Regions from separate parts of the Mus musculus genome. Here all the other regions are linked to region 7. Evidence: chromatin contacts called from public HiChIP or PLAC-seq and promoter capture Hi-C data. All regions are on one chromosome and are shown on one strand. The core of a region is the stretch at or near the end of the contact, and the rest is flanking DNA. Distances in the headings are between cores, read along the strand shown. Region 1 overlaps Rnf150 (ring finger protein 150). Region 2 holds the start of Mmaa (methylmalonic aciduria (cobalamin deficiency) type A). Region 3 holds the start of Rnf150 (ring finger protein 150). Region 4 has its middle 96 kb from the start of Zfp330. Region 5 overlaps Rnf150 (ring finger protein 150). Region 6 overlaps Smad1 (SMAD family member 1). Region 7 holds the start of Usp38 (ubiquitin specific peptidase 38).

Region 1 (3,105 bases), core at 433-2,932, 1.9 Mb before region 7:
GTTTTTTTAAAAATTGTGTTAGGCTTTCCTGCTCTATTATCTATAGCATACTTTCATGGATCTTTGGTCACTGAAAATATGTAAAGATGTTTTTTCTTCTTTCTTTCTCCTTCCCCAGTGAGTGTGGGCCTTGTTTGGATAATCTGCAGACAGGTGGGATGCCACTCTACATCCCTAGGCAGAGCACCATTACTGTTACATGAACAGGGCACCAGCTTGAGAAGAGAGCAGATAGTTGAGTCCAGCTTCCTCTCTGCCAAGCAAGACTAGGATCCAGGAGTCACCAGCTCCTCTCTGAAGCACAGTTTGGAGAGTATGAATAGCATTGGAGAAACACTGTTCCTATGCATGGTATGATTGTAATACCTCTTCCTATTGGCCAATAATACCTAAAGGTAGTGGACACTCTTTATCCCAATCTTCCAAAGCAGCAACATAGGGAAAAGGTAAGCCAGTCATTTAGGTCCGATGGATGACCACACACTTCCTACATCCTCAGCTCACTCAGCTATTCTCAATCTACACATGTCCATCAAGATATGTTTCTCTCAGAAGATCTTCACAACGGAGCCTATTTAATTTGGTTACATTGAAGAGCAATCAAAGTTGAGAGTAAGAACTGGGCTATTCAGGTCTTTTACACTGAAGGAGAAGCAGACGTAGTGGTTTAGTGTGTCAAAGACCCCAGGAGCTGACTAGTAGCTCAAGTGCTAGGAGCATGTTTTCCTCAGGGCTGCCACGATTGAGGACGAGAAGCCTTAGTCTAGAACACAGCTAAATTTACAAAAACAAAAGCCCCTTAACTGTGGGAGTTTTTAGTTGAGGAATAGGCAGAACCAGTGGATCAGAATGTGCCAGAAAAAGTATCATGGTGAAGGTGGAATCTGGATGAACCAAGTTGGCAGTTTTTTGGGAACACTCACAATACAGAGACAAATAAAAAGATAAAAGTAAAATGAATAAAAGAATCTCCACCTTGTTGTCAGAGTTCAGGGGAGCCTGAGTAGATATTGGTCAAGGAAAGATTCTTTGTCAGGGCATCAAACAGTAAAAACCCTTCCTGGCCCTCTCCAGCATGGTTGTACACTCCAGTGAAAGACTTGTCTTCTGACACATGCCACTGAATAGCATCAGAAGCCATGGGTCAGAGGCCACAGAGGAAAAGAGGCACAGTCATTAAATCTGCACATGGCTTTTGGGACCTCTTGTTTCTATGACTAATGAATTTGGGATATGGAGAATTCCTTGCCTGCAAACTGGAGCTTAAACATAAGGATTGAATAAGGACATCTGATAAATGTTACAGACAATTTACTTCAGAACGGCTTCCCTTTCCATATGCTTCAGTTATTGGATCCATATGCCTGTCTCCCCTGGGCACAGACATGTCCCTTTTCTCTAGAGAGAAGGAAATCAGGTTGTCCATAATGTCCAAGGCCAAAGCCTCTTGGTGCCCCTCTCTTCCTCATTTCCTCTTCCTGTTGTTTCTTTGTTCCCTCGTGCCTTTCTGCTCTAGGATCCTGGGATCAAAACTCTGAACATGGGAGAGGTATGTATGATACTAATAATTTAGTTCAATTGGAAAGATTCACAGGGGAAGTTCTGAGGATGAAGTTGAGCTGTGCAGCTCTCTCACTCACTGCTCCTTGCAACCAGTGAACAGGAAGGAGCCTCAGAGCTATGATTCTTTTCCCATTCCTAACTGAGCAGAAGACCGTGCCAGCAACATTGCAATGACGGTCACAGAGACAACTACTAAGATTTGGAGAGTGTGTGAAAAAGATATTGGTTACAACTTTGAGGAATAAGGGGAGATGGGAAAGGACTTCTTTACCCAAGCAAAAAGGGCCATGGGGACCTTTAGCTGGCACAGGATTTTGGACCAAGGTGTGCAACCCCTTAGCCGGATGTTTGCTCAGCCAGGGGGTTGGATACCAGTTCTTGGGAAGCCCCAGCTCTTCCAGCCTGTGTTCACTTTTTTCTTGGTGTTTCTCTCCCTCCCCCAACATCCCTCTTATAGAAAGAACATATGTACTTTGTTAGCGGGTTGCTGGGGAATGTAGAGAGTGACAAGAGAAAACTGAGTTCCCTAGAAATGTCACATAACTGGCTTCCTGGCTACAAAGAGCTGGGAGCACAGTGTTTGGGGCTACTTTACCTGGTTGTAGCTCGTTCCTCAATCTGAGGATAATTCAGTAACCAAGCCCATTCCAAAAGCCTGAGAATAAACAGATATTCTGAGGGATCAGGTGGCATCTTCCTCTTCTGGCACATTCTGAGTACCCACGTGGTGAGTGAGCGAAGGGAGTCTTAGAGAAGGAGATGGTAGACATGCTACAGAAAAGCACCTCCTCCAAACCTGCATCCATTGTTCATAGAGGGAGACACTGTTCTAAAGACCAGTGTTGAAGATGCCTGCCATTCTGCTGTTTAATGTGTTCAGCCTTTCCCTCAGCTCCTTTTCATCTAGATTTCTTGCAGTGTAGTTAACTAAACTTTCATCTCTCACATCACCTTCCCATCTCTCACATCACCTTCCCACAGATGTGAGATTACAAATGGGAAGTCCTCGCAGATACTGTGGAACCCCCACCATCTACTGAGTTTTAGAATAATGACAGTTAGTCATTATTCTGTCTTTACTTATTTTATTCAACCAGCACTTAGTGTGCACTTACTGTGTATGATAGTGCTGGTCAAAAGAGGTAGAGGAGGCAGAGAGAGAATTAAAATTTTTTAGCAGACATATAAAATAATTTGGTGAATTAACTTCCTTATGCCTTACTTGACTAACATATTTAAAATCATATATTGTTACATTATTAACTATAAACATTACTGCTATACTTTATGCTATCTTTAATGGTTCAGTCTGTCTTCTGCATTTCAAGTCCTTGACGTCTTCAGAGAGCTAATGGGTCCCAGTTCAGAGACTATGTCTGTATACACACAGAACAATAGAAGCTTCCCTCACCCCATGCTTGAGGTCCTTAATCACAAAGCAAATGAAAGCCCTGCAGACTGGGTTGGAATCAGCTGACAAACTACAGCCAGACTGCCTCAGGACATTCTGGTAAGAACCAGAGAGCCTTCAAAACATACGAA
Region 2 (3,228 bases), core at 440-2,939, 1.7 Mb after region 7:
TGTTCATGCATTACAATAAGAGATTCCCATGTAATTCCCTTGAAGGAAACAAAGGCATATCTGATTAGTATCCATATTCTGACCCTCTGTTGCCTAGCTGATGTGATTTCCAATTCTCTGAGGCTTATAGCACCTGCTCTGGCTCCCTGTTCTTTAAACACATTAAAGATGGAAATAGGTTATATGCAAATATGATGCCATGCTGTAAAGGGACTGAGCATGCCAGCCTCAGGCGTTCCAGGAGCCTGAACAGTATCTGGCAGCTACTCAAATTTGTTGAAATGAAAATTTAAAAAGTCACAACTGACAGATTACAAAGACTCACAAGTCTTATACATACCATGGCAAACAGCGCTGAGCAGTAACCAAAAGATTATATGCATTACGTAAGTTGGTTGGTGAATTCCCAAGCCTTAATATATGGACTTAAATATGATATTTGTAATAACGAGGTCATTTCCAAACCCTTCCCAGTGCTCTTAGACATGGTGCAGCATTTGTTAAGGTCAGATTGTAAGAAAACTACTGTATCATGAATTTTGTATTTCTTCTTTGTAAATGTTTTAATAATTGCTAGGTACAAAGTTTCACTGGTTTTTAATTTTCAAAAATATTTTTATGTATCTACAAGTAGGAATGTGCTCTACATGTGTGCCTGGTGTTCTCAGAGGCCAGAGGAGGGCAGTGATTTCTTTGGAACTGGATGGCTGTGAACCTCCCTGTGGGCACTGGGAACCCAATCTGGCTCCTTTGAAGAGCAGCCAATATGTTCTTACGTTAATGTTAATCTCTGAGCCATAGCTCCAGTCCCAACAACTTTGCTTTTAAACATTTAAAACTTACGGTGGACGAGTTAAAGGAGCACTTACCGCTGCTGTTTAAGCTGCCTGTTTTTAACGTACTATCGTACCTTTCTCTGTCTCCACACACTTTCCTTCTGGACTGCCTGAAATTTGTAGGTCTCATGACTTCAGTAATTTTTTTTTTTTTAAATTAGCTACAGTGTGGCGCGGTGGGGCCCACCTTTAACCCCAGCATTTGTGAGGCAGAGCCAGGTAGTATGTAAACCAGCATGGTTTTAGGGAGTTCCAGGTCGGCCAGAGAGACCTTATCTCAAAAACACAAATAAAAAAATTAATTACCATTCAGCCCCAGTGCAAGGTAGAACCAGGTCAGGTGCTTTCAAGGGAGAGCCTGCCCACGCCTGGCGAACCTCCCCGGGCACTGCTGAGGTGGTGAGCACAGGCCTCTGGATGTGGGGCATAAGAAATATTACTACGAGTGCATCGGTTTTAAAGAAAGTGTGGGCCCCTGAGCCACTCAGAACTGCCATTGTTCGGCCGTGCATTTCGACTGGGGCTGGAGCGGCTACTCCAACAGGTGGCAACGTGCTCTGCAAAGTTTGCCTACGTCGTCCTCAGTGACCCGTCTCACGTTTCCAGGCGCGGAAGGAGTGGGCCTGGGCACCGCGGCCGCTGAGGGTTGGGCCGGGCCAGCCGAAGCCAGGACGCATTCCAGGTGGGGAACGCTGAGCCCAGAGCGGCCCTCACCACCCACTTCCCGCCCAAGCACACCCCGCCACCCGCGCCTGCGCCCGCCGCGGGACAGCCTTCGCTAAGCGACTGCGCCTGCGCGGGGCGTCGCGTTACGCCTGCGTGCCGCCGGCGGCGGAAGGAGCGAGCAGGGCGGGAGCAGTGGGCGGAAGGGGCGGTGCTCTGCTGCGCGGCCTCGCGAGGGTGAGTGTGGGGCCCGGTGCGCGCGGAGGCCAGGAGTCGGGGCCGCGGTGCGTCCTCCGCCCGGGGTCAGCCCCGCTGTCGGGGGCGCCCCCTGGAGGCTCGCGGGGGGCAGCCGAGGAGGATGTGGCTGAGTCGGGGGCGGGGTGGATGTGGTGGGGCCTGCAGGAAGGACTGGAAGGGACTGAGCGCTTTTTCCTTACATAAGAAAGGCGTCGCAGTCGCTGCTGTCAGGTTCTCGTGGGCCGGTTTGTGAGCTCGTCTCGGGCAGCGCGGAAGGAGCCAGGCCCGGAGGCTGTTCAGTGCTAAGGAGCTCCGCCTGCGGAAGGGAGCAGCAGACCCCTCAGAGGGGAAGGAATACAGATTTGCAGGTTATAAAGCAGGGTTCACTGGGAGTCACAAAGCGGTGTCTGGGTTGCCAAACACCGTCGCGACCGCGCCGGTAGCGTTCCACAGAAGACATGCCAACTTCAGATATGTTTCTCATTTGAAAAATGAAGGAGAGCCTAAGAAAAGGGTTTCTTACTGTCGCCTTTCTTAACAGTTCCCTTGCATATATTTTGGAGAACAAAGAAACTATAAAAAGTGGCTAAGCTAGTAGAAAACCAATTTCCAGGAGAAACAAAACGTTTGGAGGGTTATCTACAATGTCTCGAAAGTTCTTTGACGAAGTAAATATATTCAAGGAAATAGTATTTTTATTAGGATGGTTCTTTTAAGGCTTTGTTTCCTATTAGAGACTATAAACATGGAAAGTTATATAATCATGAGGAACGTAAATGGTGATTACAAAATGTGAGGGTGTCATAAGAATATATTTGGAATGGATGGAGCAAGTGAATGGTTGGAATTTGCCCCAGCTGATTGATGTCATGTGGGAAAAGTAGACATTTAGTCTTGCTGTATGTAAGAAAGGTGTTGAACATTGCTTTAAAATCAGTGCTTTAAAATCATTCATTGCCACGGGTCTTCTACAGAGATCTGAGTTTTCTGGAATAAGGAACAAGTATCTATATTTTTATGTGATCCTCCCGTTGGTTTTAATGTGATTGGTGTTGGGTTGAGTTAACAAGCACCCTCTGTGAGCCGGGTATCACCTAAGTTAGTATTCAGAATAATTTGATTTAGAGAAGAAAGATTTCCCCAAAGCCAGGATCATCAGGAGAGGATTTAAGAGAAGAGTGGATTTAAGCAGAGGAGAAATGTTGTAGAAGAGGAAAGATGAGACCAGTTAAATCTGGAATGTGGGAAATTGGGAAAGTAAGTACTAGGTTTGGAAGACCAAGTCTCCTTAGAGGAAGGAGGTCTGAAAGGAGAGTATGAGAAAATTGTGCAGCAGAAACAGACTATTGGACTTGGTTCTAGGGCATCAGTGTCACACAGAAGGCTTAAGAATGCTTGCAGTGGGGGCCCACTCCCCTAGTCAGAATGCCTGGAGTGGGGCCTGAGCGTTCCCTCTCACAGGTACTCCTGGTCTGGTTTGGGAGATCACTGT
Region 3 (3,107 bases), core at 419-2,918, 1.8 Mb before region 7:
TATTTACTTATGGTCCCAGCAAGGGGAAGGGCTCCTGAGAAGGGCTGAAACCTGACTTGGGAGAGCAGTTTGCCGATGGTCAGCTGCAGACAGGTAAGTTGACCTGCCTCTTGATACACAAACACTTGCACCAGGTATGTATATCTGATACACACAACGAAGCGCAGAGACAAGTTATTAGAACTTCCGGTTCCAAACAGGTGCTGAAACGGGTCACTAACAAGAACAATATCTCAGCCCTGTTTCCCAAATCTCACTTTCCAAATTCTCCTGGGAGAAGACACTCCACAGCTTGAACCCTCTCCCGAACCAGACTCTCCGATACTCCCCCAACATACTGAAACCTCTCATGCTTGTAACCTGTCCCCCAAGCGACGCACAACAAAACTTAATAGGTTCATACATAAGAGACTGGTCTCTGGTGCTGCACGGACTTCTCAGCCAGAGGTGCCCCGGAGGCGGTGCTAGATCTCCCTAGACGCTTCTCGGGCTCCCCTCCCCCACGTCCGCCAGGCACCCCCCGGGTTGCTCACCTGCGTGGGGCATGGTGATGGTCTCGTTTGTGTTGGAGCCCACGTTAAAGATGACCACAGCGGAGGCGTTCTGCAGGAACGCGTTCCGGATCTTATCCCTGTACGTGCAGTTGCCCTTGGGGATGAGGGCTATCCAGTGCTTGCCGTGGGCCGGCGCGGCGAACTTGGTGTTGGGGTCGCAAGCCAGGCGGTCTTGGGCCGAGCTGGCCATGACCACCTCGCCGCGCGCGTCCTGCTTGGGCGAGTGCTCCCCGTATCGCCCGCACTCGCTCTTCTCCGTGTGCAGCTCCGCGCCGCCACCGCTGCCCGCCACCGCGGCCCCGGGCTCGGGCTCCAAATAGGTGATGTTCACGAAGGCGGTGTACCATTCCTCCTTCTCCGCCACGGTGAAGTCCAGGCAGAGCAGATGCACGAAACAAAAGGAAAGCAGCCATGTTGAGAGAGCCAGACTGCGGCACGCTTGGATGAGAGACATTGTCATCTCTCTCCTCCGGGGTCCCCTCCCCGCCCCCTGCGCCCTCCCCCCGCTCCGTCCCTCCTTTCCCTGCCCCGGCCAACCCCGGGCAGCCACTCTGGTTCTCCTGTCGCTGCGACTCACTCCCTGGCCGGCGGAGCTCCGGCTGGGACGCGCAGACGCTGCGGAGACCGGATCCGGGACGAGCGGGAGAAACCCGCCCTGTCCCCTCTCAGCCGAAGCGCGGCGCTGGCATCGGGCTTCCCGGGTGATCGCGGCGCGGTCGCGGAGCGGGCGCCGCGCACTTGCGGGGGAGTCCGGCTGCCAGGCGTCCTGTTCCTTTGCCCCGTGTCGCCTTCTCTCATAGAGGTGGCGGGGTCCTCGGGTTTGGAAGGGGTGGCGGCTCTGCTTGTCGCGGCCGAGCGGGGCGGGGGTGGGGTGCTGGAGATCCTCGGTGCTGGGACTATCGGTCCCGCTGCAGACGCGGAGGTCGCTCCTGTTATGCGTGGGTTCCCATGGGCAGTAGGCGCTGCGCTTCTGGCCAGACTAGGTGGCTACGCCCGGGACACTCACTTGCCGAGGGAGGGGGAGGTACGGGGCAGATGGGATGGGGGAGAGCGTGAGGAGAGGGATACAGCGTTTTGTGTGTGTCTGTATTTGTGTGTGTGTGTGTGTGTGTGTGTGTGTGTGTGTGTGTGTGTGTGTGTGTGTGTGTGTGTGTGATGTGCGCGTGCAAGGAGGAGCTTAGTATGATGTCAAAGCTCCTGGGCTCCCCTTGCAACGCTCACTCTGTCTCTCTTCCTGGGCGTCAGCGACCTCTGCTGGGCCTCAAATTCAGGCTTCGACAGTTGCGGGCAAAAGGTAAAAAGGACCTTCAGGCCTTTGAATTGGGAACAATTAATTGAGGGAGTCTTAAATACAGCAAAGTGTAGGAACCTCTCTGGAACAGCATTTCCGTTTGCTGGAAGATGTGCAGAGAGTTCTCTGGTATTTATCCCAGCACTGATTGGTCATGAGGCCCCTCCCCCCCGCCCCCCCAGACCTGAATATTTAGGACAGTGGCTGTCAGAATTCCAGTTTTAAACCAGGACTGATCAGCATGAATTCAGGAGAATTTCACATTTATTAAGTCAGGGGTGGGGTCCTTGGTGATGCACACTCTGCTGGTCTAAGGACCAGTCTGTGGTGTGGGTAAAAGTGACTTCTTTTCCTCTGCTCTGGAAGCCAGCTCATGGCATGGCGTTAGTTTTCTTAGAAAATGGACCTCTCCTCATACTTTAAGATTGAGACATTTTGCCTCCATTCCCACTCTAATAGCCCTGCCTTAGAGGATTCACAGCGTCAGTAGGTGGTATGTGTGTGTGTGTGTGTGTGTGTGTGTGTGTGTGTGTGTGTTCGTTACCATTTTAAGCTGTGTTTTCCAGTTGTGACAGAGATTAAAAGAAACCAGTGGAGAACAGTTTCCTAGAGTCGTGTTCTAATAGCAGAATTCTTTAACAATTAGATATCTGGTTGGTTGTTACACTTCCTCATTAATGGTTTCTGTAGTTTCAGAAACCAGTAATATAAAATGTCTACTTATTTATACATACACAAATATGGTAGTGCTTAATGATTTACATTATATCTTCCACCTGGTTCTCTTTCCTGTGCCTCTCGAGAAGCACTGAGAAGCCCAGCAGTTTTTGTCACAATATACACATCCTAGGTCTGGACATCACAAAACAGAAGATGGATTCTGGATATATCCTATGTCTAAATATAATCCTCAAAGGACGAAGGACTTGAATGATTATTAGGGGACCAGTTGTTGGTAATAGGAAGGAGTTGTAGGTACAATAGATCAGACAGGTTGGTGTTTGATGTGTTCAGAAGCCATAGTGAGCTCATCAGGGGTGGAGAGAGATGAGCGATGGAAAGAATGAGATGGGATTAATGGTGGGAAGATTCTAAGTGGCCTTGCAGTTTAATCTGGGTGAGAGGAAGATTCCTGGGAGATGTCTGGACAGAAAAATGTGGTGTTATATGAGAACATCAAAGTTTTATTCTGACAGTACTGGAGGAAGGATAGAAGCAAGGAGGGCACTTAAGGAGCTGCAAAAATAATCTGGGGGGAAAGC
Region 4 (3,013 bases), core at 177-2,676, 1.7 Mb before region 7:
AGTATGCCTACAACCTATCATGTTGAAAACTAGGTGTGTGTGTCACTCATGTGCTACACAGGAACCTGGCACCATTGGCATAAAGTAGTATTAGGTGCCCACTGGAATGCATAGCCTTGATGATCAGCAGATGTAGGTGGTTTGATTACATAGTCCAGTATTTCTCCCTGCAAGACACTTAATACGTAGGATAAATGTCTTGTTTAAATAGGTGAGTCTCTGGGTTGTTTGTATAGTTTAGGATGAGTAAAAGAGAATTCTCCAGAGGGAGTTACTGGGCTGCCTGCCAGTGTGGTTATATTGATTCAAGCCAACCATATTTATAATATGTGCTGATGAATAATGTCACATCTGTTATGCTTAAGCTATTTCTTTAGTCCCCAGAGCCCCATAGCATGGCATACACTGAGAGCTTAGTAAGTAATTGGTGAATTTACATAAACATAAGCCACTGTCCCTTGACCAATCTTTTATTAAGAATTTATTGATTTTTTTCTCATGTGTTTATTCTATGTGTGGGTGTAGCACTGTGCACTGGTGGAGGTCAGAGGACAACTTACAGGAGCTAGTTCCTTCTTCCCGTCACTTATGTTCTAAGGATCAAACTCTGGCAAGTGCCTTTACCCAGTGAGCCCTCTCTCTAGCCCCTTATGCAGAACTTTGGAGTTGAGAGGAAAGGTTCAAACATTGAACAATGATGTTTGGGCATAGTGCTACAGGTCAGGCCCTGTATTATCTGCATTCTTCTTTCCTGGAAGACAGCCTTCTTCATTTGCAAGTGATAAATTACCCACTTACAAGCCTTACAAGAGCTGATGGAAAGCACCAAAGCCCAGAGTCTGAAGTTTGGTCAGCTCAATGAGTACTACTTGAATCTAACCTTTAGATTAGAAGGGCACCATATTGAGATTGGTAGGGACCTGTTAACTGTAAGACTGTTGGTACATTTTGGTATGGTCTAGAGACAATTCTTCAGTGGTATCTGGGTTGGATTCTTGTCTGTGTGGATTTTCTTTTCATTTGTGTTCTAGCCTGTTTGGTTCTTTATACCTCTCTTACAGGTCAATAGGCAAAAGCATTTTGTTCTTTTATAATGCTGGAGCAAACCTGTATTTGATCATAAAACTAGAACATGTTCAACTTACTTGATTGTCAATAAAAGTCAAATGAAAGATCCATCTTCACTAAATCTGCTTATTCTTAGCAAATTGCACAAATCTTTTGTGATATAACATGTTCAGGCTTTGATAAGACACTTTACTATGTAATATGCATTTATTCAATTATGTGGGTGATTCTTTGTCTCTGTGAGGCTGAATCATTCCATAATGCACTGCAGCTTGCACTGAGCTTGGAGAGCAGCCATCTCTGCTATTATTAAACTCCATTTGCTTGCGTTCAGACAAGTGTGTGTATTGTGCAGCCCCACCCCTTCCTGGTGTCCTTGAGGTGAGCATGTTTCTTCTGCTATGCTTCTTTTCCCACCCACAGGAATCCCCGTGACCATCTGAGACTATGAGTCAAAATACATTCTTAGTTCTTTAGTTTGTTTTTCTCTAAGTTGGATGTTCTTGGGGCCCCGCAAGACTTCTTGGGAAGGCAGGGAGAACCATGGGCCAGATGATGGTTGTCAAGAGGCAGCACACAGCTCACCTCTGTTGCTTATACCCCAGGTGGGCCAGACTGGCAGGGGATTGATGGGGAGGAAAGTCTACACTGGATGTTCCTGAAAGTCTACACAGGCCTCCTGGGAAAAGCATCAAGAGCCATGGGCCGGAAGATGAAGGTCAAGGGATTGTAACTTTAATTTTTTCAAACTTTATTTTTAATGATGGTTCTTTATTTTTATTAGGTATTTTCCTCGTTTACATTTTCAATGCTATCCCAAAGGTCCCCCATCCCCACCCCCCCATCCCCTACCCACCCACTCCCCCTTTTTGGCCCTGGCGTTCCCCTGTACTGGGGCATATAAAGTTTGCAAGTCCAATGGGCCTCTTTTGCAGTGATGGCTGACTAGGCCATCTTTTGATACATATGCAGCTAGAGACAAGAGCTCCAGGGTACTGGTTAGTTCATATTGTTGTTCCACCTATAGGGTTGCAGTTCCCTTTAGCTCCTTGGGTAATTTCTCTAGCTCCTCCATTGGGGGCCGTGTGACCTGTCCAATAGCTGACTGTGATCATCCACTTCTGTGTTTGCTAGGCCCCGGCATAGTCTCACAAGAGAGAGCTATATCTGGGTCCTTTCAGCAAAATCTTGCTAGTGTATGCAATGGTGTCAGCATTTGGAAGCTGATTATGGGATGGATCCCTGGATATGGCAATCACTAGATGGTTCATCCTTTTGTCACAGCTCCAAATTTTGTCTCTGTAACTCTTTCCATGGGTGTTTTGTTCCCATTTCTAAGAAAGGGCAAAGTGTCCACACTTTGGTTTTCATTCATCTTGAATTTCATGCGTTTGGCAAGTTGTATCTTATATCTTGGGTATCCTAAGTTTTTGGACTAATATCCACTTATCAGTGAGTACATATTGTGCGGGTTCCTTTGTGATTGGGTTACCTCACTCAGGATGATACCCTCCAGGTCCATCCATTTGCCTAAGAATTTCATAAATTCATTTTTTTAATAGCTGAGTAGTATTCCATTGTGTAAATGTACCACATTTTCTGTATCCATTCCTCTGTTGAGGGGCATCTGGGTTCTTTTCAGCTTCTGGCTATTATAAACAAGGCTGCTATGAACATAGTGGAGCATGTGTTCTTCTTACCGGTTGGGACATCTTCTGGATGCCCAGGAGAGGTATTGCGGGATCCTCTGGTAGTACTATGTCCAATTTTCTGAGGAACCACCAGACTGATTTCCAGAGTGGTTGTACAAGCTTGCAATCCCACCAACAATGGAGGAGTGTTCCCCTTTCTCCTCATCCTCGCCAGCATCTGCTGTCACCTGAGTTTTTGATCTTAGCCATTCTGACTGGTGTGAGGTGGAATCTCAGGGTTGTTTTGATTTGCA
Region 5 (3,191 bases), core at 627-3,126, 1.9 Mb before region 7:
ATGTATGTAATGGTTCAGCTTGATGTTTTTGTGGAACTCTTAACAGTGGTAGCTGGGGTGTTTTTACTTTCATCTGCTCTTGGGACCCTATTCCTAGTAATGGTCTGCTTCACCCAGCTTTGATATGAGGGTTTGTGCCTAGTCTTGTTGTATCTTGTTAGGCTATGTTCAGTGGATGTTCTTGTGAGGCTTGCCATTTTCTGAGGGGAAATGGAGGAGGAGTGGATCTGCTGAGGAGGGGAGGGGGATCGGGAGGATGGGGAGGTGGGAAGACTGGAGGGAGGAGAAACTGTGGTCAGGACAGATGAAAAGAAATTCTTTTGAAGGAAGCAAAGATGAGTGGAAAGCTATCTAAAAAGGCCAATAGGTGCATAAAATAAGAAAATCCACGTCTCCAAAGAAACGCATACGTTCCCGATGTATTAATTTAACACGTTTATATTAAGATGACTAAATATCAGCATTATTTCCCCATATAAAGGAAATGTTTCCTTAAAGGAAACCGAGACAATATACATCTTGTCCTTAAATTAATACATATTTATTGTAAATATTTGGAAGATAAACAAAGGAGGAAAGAAGAAAATCTATTAAGGAGAAGCAGAAGGAGGTGGGGAAAAGAAAAAAGAAACTTCAGTAGCAACCCCACTCTCTGGGGACAAATAACAGAACATTGAGCAGCACTTAAGACTGAAAGGCACCCTGGACCATGACTCTTCCTTTTTCCCCATCAAGTGTTCTGAAAGCACACTTCAGTAAGTACGCCATCTCTGACATCATGACACATGACTGCATGACATTCTCTTTTGTGTGTGGCAACACACATTGTAAAACTGCAGGAGCCTGTGTGCACATGAGGAAGCCAGATGACAAGTGCCACTCCCATTCCCCAAGAACGCTGTCTGCTTATACCTTCCAGGTAGATAGAATCTCTCACTGGCCTAGAGCTCACACTGGAGGCTTGGCTGGCTGTCCAGTGAGCCCCAGGGATCATGCTGTGTCTAGCCTGTCAGCACTGGGATTGGAAGAATGTGCCCTGGAGCCCAGCTGTGACTGTGGGTCCTGCAGTCCTTGTACTTACATGTTAAACACTTCACCAGCCAAACCATTTCCCCTGTCCCATGCACGCTCTTTTTAGCGAGTACAATACAATGAAGGGCATGGGTCTGAAGCCAGACTGTCACTCCTCAATCTAGCCATGATATCACATTGGCAAGCAACTAAACTGCCCCATGACTCAATTTCCTTTGTCTTAAAGAAGCAGTGATGACCACTTCCCAAGATGGTTATGAGGATCAAGAAGATCTTGTCAATGAAATCTTTAGCTTAGTGTCAACTATACCATACCGTACTTAGCATAGGTTACTAACAGGTTTCTCATCTGCTGGAGTCTCTCTGTCCCCACACAGCTAAACAGTGTTGTGAAAGCATTAAGCTTGTCTTTATGGGAACTGAGTTTCCAGTGCCTGTCAGGATCCAAGCATAATGAACTGAGTGGTTATCTGGCTGGCTAGCTGTGTTAAACCCTTCCTTCCTGCCAGGAACTATTAGTTTTAGCAAACAGGAATACATACAACATCTGCATAAGACAGTAGGCTCACCTTGAGCTTCTTTGCAGTGTTTCCAGCATCTTTCTCTCCCCTGTATCCTCTTGTTCTTTCAATTGTTCAGTTTAAATCAACTTTCCCCAAAGCCTTGTTTCAAAATCTGCTCTGCAGTCCCCATCCTTTCCTGCAGTTCTCCTTCTCAGTTCAGGTTTGTTGGTCAGCAATAAGCTGTCCACATCATCAAGTCACTCACCCTAATCACCAGCCTCGAAGTCTCATCCACTTATCTATTTCAGACACACAGTTCAGTGGTTTGGGTTTTGGCAAAGTCTAAATATGCTATGCCCAAAGAAACTGTTCCTGGACATAATGAGTCATCAAACTGGTTCATTTCCTAATGGTTTGGGTTTGTTTTCAACCACACACACACACACACACACACTCATTTCTAATAGACTGTATGTTTTTCTTAGAAGTTTATTGTTTTTACCAGGGCCCAATTCTCCTATATGTTTTTATAATTCTTTCTGTTTACAATTGTCTACTTTTTTCTTTTTTCTTTGCAGCAGCAGCTTAAAAAATCCCAACAACTTAAAATTCCAGTTTTAGGTGACCATTCAGATGGCTGAGTGGCTAAGAGAAATTGCATGGGACCTGAGTTTGGCTCTTAACACACACTGGTCAGCTCATAGTAGCCTGTAGCCTCAGATCTAGGAACTAACATTCCATAGTTAAAAATAAAACTACATCTTTAAGAAAAATTCTATTTACTATCAATTGCACATGAAGAACTCTGGAATTTGTCTATTCTTACAGATAAAACATGAGCTTTATCTGTAAGAATAGACAAATGGAAGCAATTTGTCTTACAGTCTCTTTACACAGAACCAGCAGAAATGATTGAAAGCATTCTAAGTGATACAACAAGATGTACTGATCCTTCAAAAGCTAGGGAAAGTAGGTACAATAGATGAATGTAAAATATTCCATCAAATTCATAAGAAGAAGAAGAAAAGAAGGAGGAGGAAATCTGACTTGCATTAGAGAAGATTAATTACAGTATATCAAAGAAAAGCGTGATTAATTCTTAGATTTCTCCTAAGGCAGCCTGTCAATCTGGGCACTCTGTTCTTAGAGACCAGTGATAATCACTCATGAAAACATCGAAGAAATAACACTCTCTTAAAACCCAATGCTTAACTTATTTTATCATACTTTAAGTGAGCCATTAGCAAAGTGACATATTTGAATACATGCTACCTACACTAAAAAAGATTTGAATTAAACAAGCTCTACTTCAGAGGATATACATAAGCCAAATTTCAAAACTGAAGAAATTTTAAAATTTGTTAAAATGCTTAAAGAAAGGGGATAAACCAGGGGAAAGTCACGAGGGTTTTCTGATAGCTTTCTATTTGGTATTAAAAGTATGTTTTAAAAAGTTTTAATGACTCAAATATTCACAAGCTTATGCAAGTAAATATTTCACTATACGAGTCACTAGACAAATAATTTATTTATAGCATATTCCACTTTCTTAAAAAAGTAACTTGAATTAAATATATGCTCTCTACCTTCATTGGCATGAATAAACTATATTTCAAAATCGAAAGAATTCCTTTCGAGAGACTAGGTATTTCAAAT
Region 6 (3,372 bases), core at 661-3,160, 1.6 Mb after region 7:
GTGAGACCATATGTTGGTTTGCAGAAGGATATAACTCGTAAAGATGTTTCCTTTGATGCCTGTGATGAACGTGCATGTTTCCCCTCTAGAGGGGCCTGATTAAATTAAGCAATTAAGAGCGGAGCTGAAGGCTCTAAATATAGGGAGCGAGTTCAGGCTGTCCTGCCCTGTGTACACCAGCATGCAGCACAGATGTGGCTGTTGTTACAAACAGCACCTGCCAAGTTCAGCAGAAAAACAGACACTCATGTTCTGAAAGATGTGAGGGAGGGGGTGAGCTGGGGGGAGCGCTTGGATGGTCTTCCTGCCTGTGCTCAAATCCTGGCCTCAGTGGATTTGCTCTTTAAATTCCTTGCTTTTTAAAACCCCATTCATAAATTTTTCATTTTCTTTCTTGCCCTTTTTGTTTTGTTTTGTTCTTTTGGGGTCCCACTATGTATCCCCTGGTTGGCCTGGAACTCGCCAAGTAAACCTTGAACTCATAGAGATCTGCCTGCCTCGGCTTCCCAAGTGTTGGATAGAACCACCAAACCTGGCTGATTACTGGACTTTTATGTCAATAAATTCTAGCTGAAGTGTAGGTTCCAGAGAAGTTACCTAACTTCTGAGCCTCCAGACTCTTAGTAGAATTGAGATAGTCTGTGAGATGTAGAGACAGCCACTGTCTCCCCAGATGGGAGCTCAGCTAACAGCAGAGCTCCTGGGCCTGAGAGGAAGTTTGTCCCACTTAGCCTGCTGTAGACTGTAAAATTACTGTTGAAGATAAAGGTCCAAGAAGAGTGCTTGTTGTTGTTGTTGCCTGTTTGCTCATTCATTTGTCTTATTTGGGAGACAACTAAGGGGCTCATCTTTCCTGCATTTCAGGACTGAGCACCCAGGTGAACTTTTTCAGGAGAGGTCAGGGGTTTCAGAGTCTGCCCAAGGTTCCTTCATGCTCATTAAAGAAAGAGCATCCAGTAGGGTTTAGGGAAATGCCAAGGAGATGGGGGACAAGGAGATGGAGGAAAGCCAAGTCTGGTGGTTGAAGTTGGGGACAGTAAGGAAACTTTGTATTGGCTTTAATCTCCTCACCCAAAAAAAAAGTCATTATCTAAAACCAAAAACCAAAAAACCAAACCAAAACAAAACAAAAAACCCCAAACAACCCAAAACCTTAGAACTTGCTATTGCCTACGGAATTTGAGTGAAATGAGCCAGGCCATCCTGTTTAAGCCTAGATGTGTTGGGGGAAATTTTTGTGTATGCAGAGGGTAGAGTTTTCTAATATACGAAAGCTACATTGAGACACACACCTGATCTACATATTTAACTACAGCTGTGTCCTGGGAAGCCCTGTTGTGGAGATGTCTGTAAATTCTTTGATTCATCAAGGGGACACTCCTTGTAAAGTCAGTGTCACAGTGTTACAGTGTCTGAGGTTTGTAAGTGGTAATCTGGGACCCACACTCTTCTCTCTGCTGATTTCTAAGTCTTGCACTTAATCAGCACTCCGAGAGACCATATGGCCATGCCTGATAGCCTGCCACACTGGAAGACTGGCTGGTAATGCTTGCACCTTAAAGGCAGCTGTACCAGCTGGGCTCTCTCTACCCCATGGACCCTCTTCTTTCATTACCTACTACCTCTTCCCCACCAGGGAAAATCCAACTCTGGAAAGGACTTTTTTTTTTTTTTAAATGCAAACAAGGTAAACTACACACCATGTGTCCCAAGATTGAGTAGATTCCTGTGATCTCTGAGCATCCTTACGTTGTTTTCTTATACAGGAATTTTGTAGAAATATATTTCCCCTAGGGACTTGGCCAAGAGTTCATAAAGTCGTTAAAACGTGCTTCCGGGGCCAAGAGAGGCTCAGTAGGTAAAAGCGCTTGCTGCCAGAATTTCACCCACGTGGTGGAAGGAGGGAACTGACCCCTGAAAGTGACCTCTGACCTCTGCATGAGCAAGGACGGATGTGTGCACACATTAGCATGCACACAACACACACTCGCGCGCGCACGCGCGTGTGCACACACACACACACACACATTACATAAATGTAATTGGAAAAATTAAGTTAGATGCCACAGAGGGAGTATTGAGGGGTTCTATAACTTTTAACTTCCTTTTGTTCTAGAATTTCTCTCTGGCTTTGGTTAGCAGGAAGCCTTGCTGTCTGTTTGACCCCAGAGAGTCCTTCTGGGGTGTCTTGAGAGTTGAGTGCTGTTTTCTTGAATGGGATGAGCAAGGAATGAGCAGGCAGTTCACCTGGCTCTGCCCACAGAGGAAACCCCCTCATAGCACTTCTACTAGAAGGTGTTCTTTGGGCCTAACATAGTGAGGTCTGCCTTCATTTTTATGCTTGTCAGTTGAGTCGACTGGCAGCTTCAACTTATCTTTTCTCCTGCCCGCCTTACCTTTTCCCACCTGACAGCTTCTTCTCCTGCCCGCCTTACCTTTTCCCACCTGACAGCTTCTTCTCCTGCCCGCCTTTTCCCACCTTTTCCCACCTGACAGCTTCTTCTCCTGCCCGCCTTTTCCCACCTTTTCCCACCTGACAGCTTCTTCTCCTGCCCGCCTTACCTTTTCACCTGACAGCTTCTTCTCCTGCCCGCCTTTTCCCACCTTTTCCCACCTGACAGCTTCTTCTCCTGCCCGCCTTACCTTTTCCCACCTGACAGCTTCTTCTCCTGCCCGCCTTACCTTTTCACCTGACAGCTTCTTCTCCTGCCCGCCTTACCTTTTCCCACCTGACAGCTTCTTCTCCTGCCCGCCTTACCTTTTCCCACCTGACAGCTTCTTCTGCTTGTTGGGAGAGAGGGGATGCGACTGCCAGGTGGTGACACACTCCACCTCCTTTCTGATAATAAAACGTAGCCTTAGTTCAGACTCAGTATGTAGACTAGGCTGTCTTCAAACCAGAGAGTCCCATATTTCTGCCTACCAGAGTTCCCAGATGAAAGGGGCTCATGATTCTGCCTCACTATTCCTCTCAGCCCTTAATCCATCCGGGTCCCCAACCTATCGGAAGGGCTGCCCACATCAGAGAGGGCTCCTACCACCCTCCGAGAATCTTCCTTGGGAAATTCCCTGACAGATAGATAGATAGACCCAGAGGTGTGGGTAACTGATTTAGGTACTTCTTAACCCAGTCGAGTTGACAATGAAGATTAACTTACAAAAGCTGTTGTCTCTGTCAGGTGGTGGGGATGTGGCTGGCTTCTGTTGTCTGGCTTTTCAAGTAAGAAACGCTTGACTCTATTGAAAGTTTTAGCTCTTTGGTCTTCTGAAGTTCTGCTTAACCCAGTGGCCTAATTTCACACAGCCTTAATGATTATAATAGTGGTTTTCATGCCCACCTTCTGACTTCTGCATCTGATTCTGACCAACAAG
Region 7 (3,109 bases), core at 351-2,850:
CACTAATTTCTTAGCTCCAGCTACCAGCATCAATTGTCCCAGTAATCCCTTCTTTAAAGCCAGAGCCACATGGCCAAAGCTGCCAAGTTCTGCTGCTTGCTGAAGCTGGAATGTGTCCTCCCACCTCCACCATGTTCTATTATCAGCTTTCTGTTTTCTAACTCCCTCTCTGCCTAAGTTTGGGTTTCCTGAAATGAACTCAGAGACCTACATGGCTGTCTCTTGTAATGCTGGAACTAAAGGCATGTACCACCAGGCCTGGAGTTAAGCTCTTCACCTAGAACCTGCTTGTCCCAGGCTGGCCTTGAACTCAGAGATCTGCTTGGCCTTATCTCCATGGATTAAAGGTGTATGCCACTATGCCTGGGTCTAAATTTAGCTGAGAAGGATCTTGCTTATACACTGAACACTGAATACAAAAGCTCACTATTTTTTATTTTTTCCAGACATGGTTTCTCTGTGTAGCCCTGGCTGTCCTGGAACTCACTCTGTAGACCAGGCTGGCCTCGAACTCAGAAATCCACTTGCCTCTGCCTCCCAAGTGCTGGGATTAAAAGCGAGCACCACCACCACCCGCTAAAAAATCTATTCTTACAACAACCTTGTTTTGAATCACCACTAAATATATGAGCCACCAGTACTCTCTCTACATTAGCAATTGTTTCAGAGGAAAAACCCAGCCATTTAAGGCATTGGAGTATGTCTGGGCCTAACAAGGTCTTTAGAAAGATTTCCCCCAAAGCTTGGTTTGTTTGTTTGTTTGTTTTCTTATACTTTCCTCCATTCCTCAACTAGTGCTCTTCTCGCGTTTCCAAAATTTTCTCAGACACAAGATTTTAAACAATTAATAGCACTTCCTCGAATTGTCTTCATAAGCAACATGTCTCAGACTATGACATAGTAAAAGTTCCTCCATTTTGTCTCAGGTGGAGCCATCTTTGGTTTACCCGGAAACTGACACCATCATTCCCTGATGAAAGTGAAAAGTCCTGTACCCCAACTCTGTCCTAGAAACTCGGGGAAATGCCTCAGGCAACTGCACGTTTTGGGCTTCTAGTAAGCTGCTTGCTTACTTTATTTCCCTGCCAACGGCAAACAAGGAAGTAGTGTTTCCGTGTTCTCTGCCTTTTACAGCTCCCTGCACAGTGCGTTCTTCCGGCTGCTCTGAGAGAAGGGTTTCCCCCCGGCAGTCGCCGGCGGCTCAGTATAGACTCTCGGTTCGCTCGCGCTGAGTGGTCTCTGAGTTTCTAACCCTCACCACTGACGGAATCCACGTCCGGCGACAAGAACCTCAGAGCTCAGAGTAGGCTCCCTGAGCAGCGCCTCCGGAAGTCCGCCAGTGACGTACCACACAGTCTCCAGTGACGTGAGAGTGGCCGCGTGACTCACTCCGTGCCTCTGCGCCTGCGCGCCAGGGAAGGGGGCGCGGCCTATCGGGGGAGGAGCTACATGGAGAAGGGGGAGGGGCGGGGCCAGCAGGAAATGGGTCGAACGTAGCCGGGAAAGGACCGGAAAAAAGTGGGCGGGGCGAGGGCGGACCTATCCGCTGTACCTCGGAGCTTCACTTCCTATTCGCCAGTATTTCTGCTTCCGGGTTCAGGGTGTTCCGCGCCTCCGGCTCCTCTCCTTGGCAGATCGAGGTACTCGCATTGACAGTGCCTCCTGACTCAACCCAGGGCGACTTTTAACTGCCCACCCGCGGGAGCCGGGGCTCCGCACTGACCCGGGACACGAAGGCGCTCCTCACCTTCCAGCTCAGCCTGGAGGGTCCCTGCGCCCGGAGGCTGGGAGAGGTCGCGGGCCCAGCGAGGCAGCCTTATGCGGACCTCCGGCCCCTGAGGCGGACCGCGGGGACCCGCAGCCTTTCGGCGTCCCAGAATCGCTCGCTCCCGTCCCGGCTCGGATGGGCCTTCCCACTCGATAAATGTGGCTGCTGAGGCGGCGGTGGCGGTGGCCGGTCCTGCTGCTGGTTGGCTCCAAGTTCCTCCCCGCCGGGGCGCTTTGCTGCCCCCCGGGGCTGCCGCTGCCAGCTCTTTATCCCCAGGGCCTGGCCTTGCAGAGTGGCGACGATGGACAAGATTCTGGAAGGCCTGGTGAGCTCCTCGCACCCGCTGCCCCTCAAGCGGATGATTGTGCGGAAGGTGGTGGAGTTCGCGGAGCATTGGCTCGACGAGGCGCAGTGCGAGGCCATGTTTGACCTGACGACCCGCCTCATCCTGGAGGGCCAGGACCCTTTCCAGCGACAAGTGGGCCACCAGGTGCTGGAGGCCTACGCGCGGTACCACCGGCCGGAGTTCGAGTCCTTCTTCAACAAGACTTTCGTGTTGGGCCTCCTTCAGCAGGGCTACCACTCAGTGGACAGGAAGGACGTCGCCATCCTGGACTACATTCACAACGGCCTGAAGCTGATTATGAGCTGCCCGTCGGTGCTGGATCTCTTCAGCCTGCTCCAGGTGGAGGTCCTGCGAATGGTTTGCGAGAGGCCGGAGCCAGTGCTCTGTGCCCGGCTGAGCGACCTCCTGACCGATTTCGTGCAGTGCGTCCCCAAAGGGAAACTGTCAGTTACCTTCTGTCAACAGCTGGTTCGAACGATAGGTCATTTCCAGTGCGTGTCCACTCAGGAGAAGGAACTACGGGAGTATGTCTCCCAGGTAACGAAAGTGAGTACCTTACTACAGAATATTTGGAAGGCTGAGCCCTCCACGCTGCTACCTTCTCTGCAAGAAGTTTTTGCAAGCATCTCTTCCACAGGTAAGGGTCATTATTTCAGAAAAGTGTGTCTTGGAAATTCAACACGTGTGTCTCATCAACACAGTGCGCTTTTTTCCCCCCCGGAAGCATTCTCTTTGGGGGTACTGAAAGAGGCCAGGTAGCCTATTTTATTAGAGTAACTCCTCCAGTAAGAGACGTTCTTGATGGAGAGCAAAACTAAATACCCTTATGCAAAATGTTACTCCTCTTCACTGCCTTGTTCAGAATGGTACGCTGGAGCCAAAACATTGAGGATGCCTAAGTCCAAAGACCTTTGTCACTGAACAAGTCATTTAATTACACCACCTCTGCTCCAGTTTTGGAATTCTTACAGGCTGACAGCCAGGATGAAAAGCTT

The links. Promoter capture Hi-C pulls out the DNA fragments that hold promoters and counts their contacts. HiChIP or PLAC-seq counts read pairs in DNA pulled down with a chosen protein or histone mark.
Region 1: a contact with region 7 is called in a promoter capture Hi-C map of the 3T3-L1 cell line, with 9 times the contacts expected there. The contact joins the enhancer-like site here to the promoter of Usp38 in region 7. A contact is called at or near these places in 6 of 39 promoter capture datasets (the 3T3-L1 cell line, 3T3-L1-derived adipocytes, cranial neural crest and 2 more) and 1 of 115 datasets of contacts at active chromatin or transcription factors (astrocytes).
Region 2: a contact with region 7 is called in a promoter capture Hi-C map of liver, with 4 times the contacts expected there. The contact joins the promoter of Mmaa here to the promoter of Usp38 in region 7. A contact is called at or near these places in 6 of 39 promoter capture datasets (erythroid cells, hematopoietic stem and progenitor cells, hippocampal neurons and 2 more), 1 of 484 Hi-C or Micro-C datasets (erythroblasts), 1 of 115 datasets of contacts at active chromatin or transcription factors (astrocytes) and 1 of 9 other capture datasets (adipose tissue).
Region 3: a contact with region 7 is called in an H3K4me3 HiChIP or PLAC-seq map of stem cell-derived neural progenitor cells, with 7 times the contacts expected there. The contact joins the promoter of Rnf150 here to the promoter of Usp38 in region 7. A contact is called at or near these places in 10 of 39 promoter capture datasets (the 3T3-L1 cell line, 3T3-L1-derived adipocytes, the C10 cell line and 7 more), 7 of 115 datasets of contacts at active chromatin or transcription factors (astrocytes, embryonic forebrain, embryonic hindbrain and 4 more) and 1 of 9 other capture datasets (adipose tissue).
Region 4: a contact with region 7 is called in a FOXA1 HiChIP or PLAC-seq map of pancreatic cancer cells. The contact joins the enhancer-like site here to the promoter of Usp38 in region 7. A contact is called at or near these places in 10 of 39 promoter capture datasets (the 3T3-L1 cell line, the HPC-7 cell line, cranial neural crest and 6 more) and 4 of 115 datasets of contacts at active chromatin or transcription factors (astrocytes, large pre-B cells, pancreatic cancer cells and 1 more).
Region 5: a promoter capture Hi-C map of 3T3-L1-derived adipocytes shows a contact between it and region 7, with 7 times the contacts expected there. The contact joins the enhancer-like site here to the promoter of Usp38 in region 7. A contact is called at or near these places in 7 of 39 promoter capture datasets (the 3T3-L1 cell line, 3T3-L1-derived adipocytes, the HPC-7 cell line and 4 more) and 1 of 115 datasets of contacts at active chromatin or transcription factors (microglia).
Region 6: a contact with region 7 is called in a promoter capture Hi-C map of liver, with 2.3 times the contacts expected there. The contact joins the enhancer-like site here to the promoter of Usp38 in region 7. A contact is called at or near these places in 2 of 39 promoter capture datasets (both in liver) and 1 of 115 datasets of contacts at active chromatin or transcription factors (microglia).

The regions. Positions count from the first base shown.
Region 1 is chr8:82,944,993-82,948,097 of GRCm38.p6, reverse strand. The region is part of intron 1 of Rnf150 (ring finger protein 150); the gene reads right to left. Among named protein-coding and RNA genes, the nearest start is that of Rnf150, 83 kb to the right of the region's middle. Within about 2 kb of position 1,682, at least 8 of the 459 cell types and tissues checked have an H3K27ac peak or open chromatin away from gene starts, as enhancers often do.
Region 2 is chr8:79,293,422-79,296,649 of GRCm38.p6, reverse strand. Mmaa (methylmalonic aciduria (cobalamin deficiency) type A) reads left to right here and starts at 1,689. Exons shown (of 7, transcript NM_133823.5): 1 at 1,689-1,736. Gm4890 (predicted gene 4890) reads right to left here and starts at 1,572. Exons shown (of 2, transcript NR_045823.1): 1 at 1,143-1,572.
Region 3 is chr8:82,861,917-82,865,023 of GRCm38.p6, reverse strand. Rnf150 (ring finger protein 150) reads right to left here and starts at 1,668. Exons shown (of 7, transcript NM_177378.4): 1 at 534-1,668. The coding sequence starts at 1,014.
Region 4 is chr8:82,676,359-82,679,371 of GRCm38.p6, reverse strand. No RefSeq gene overlaps it. Among named protein-coding and RNA genes, the nearest start is that of Zfp330, 96 kb to the left of the region's middle. Within about 2 kb of position 1,426, at least 5 of the 459 cell types and tissues checked have an H3K27ac peak or open chromatin away from gene starts, as enhancers often do. A contact at or near this core is called in pancreatic cancer cells, where this site is marked.
Region 5 is chr8:82,915,731-82,918,921 of GRCm38.p6, reverse strand. The region is part of intron 1 of Rnf150 (ring finger protein 150); the gene reads right to left. It also overlaps the pseudogene Gm46045. Among named protein-coding and RNA genes, the nearest start is that of Rnf150, 54 kb to the right of the region's middle. Within about 2 kb of position 1,876, at least 58 of the 459 cell types and tissues checked have an H3K27ac peak or open chromatin away from gene starts, as enhancers often do. A contact at or near this core is called in 3T3-L1-derived adipocytes and the HPC-7 cell line, where this site is marked.
Region 6 is chr8:79,378,704-79,382,075 of GRCm38.p6, reverse strand. All of the region lies in intron 1 of Smad1 (SMAD family member 1), which reads left to right. Among named protein-coding and RNA genes, the nearest start is that of Smad1, 19 kb to the left of the region's middle. Within about 2 kb of position 1,910, at least 24 of the 459 cell types and tissues checked have an H3K27ac peak or open chromatin away from gene starts, as enhancers often do. A contact at or near this core is called in liver, where this site is marked.
Region 7 is chr8:81,013,397-81,016,505 of GRCm38.p6, reverse strand. It overlaps Usp38 (ubiquitin specific peptidase 38), which reads left to right and starts at 1,600. Exons shown (of 10, transcript NM_027554.2): 1 at 1,600-2,751. The coding sequence starts at 2,070.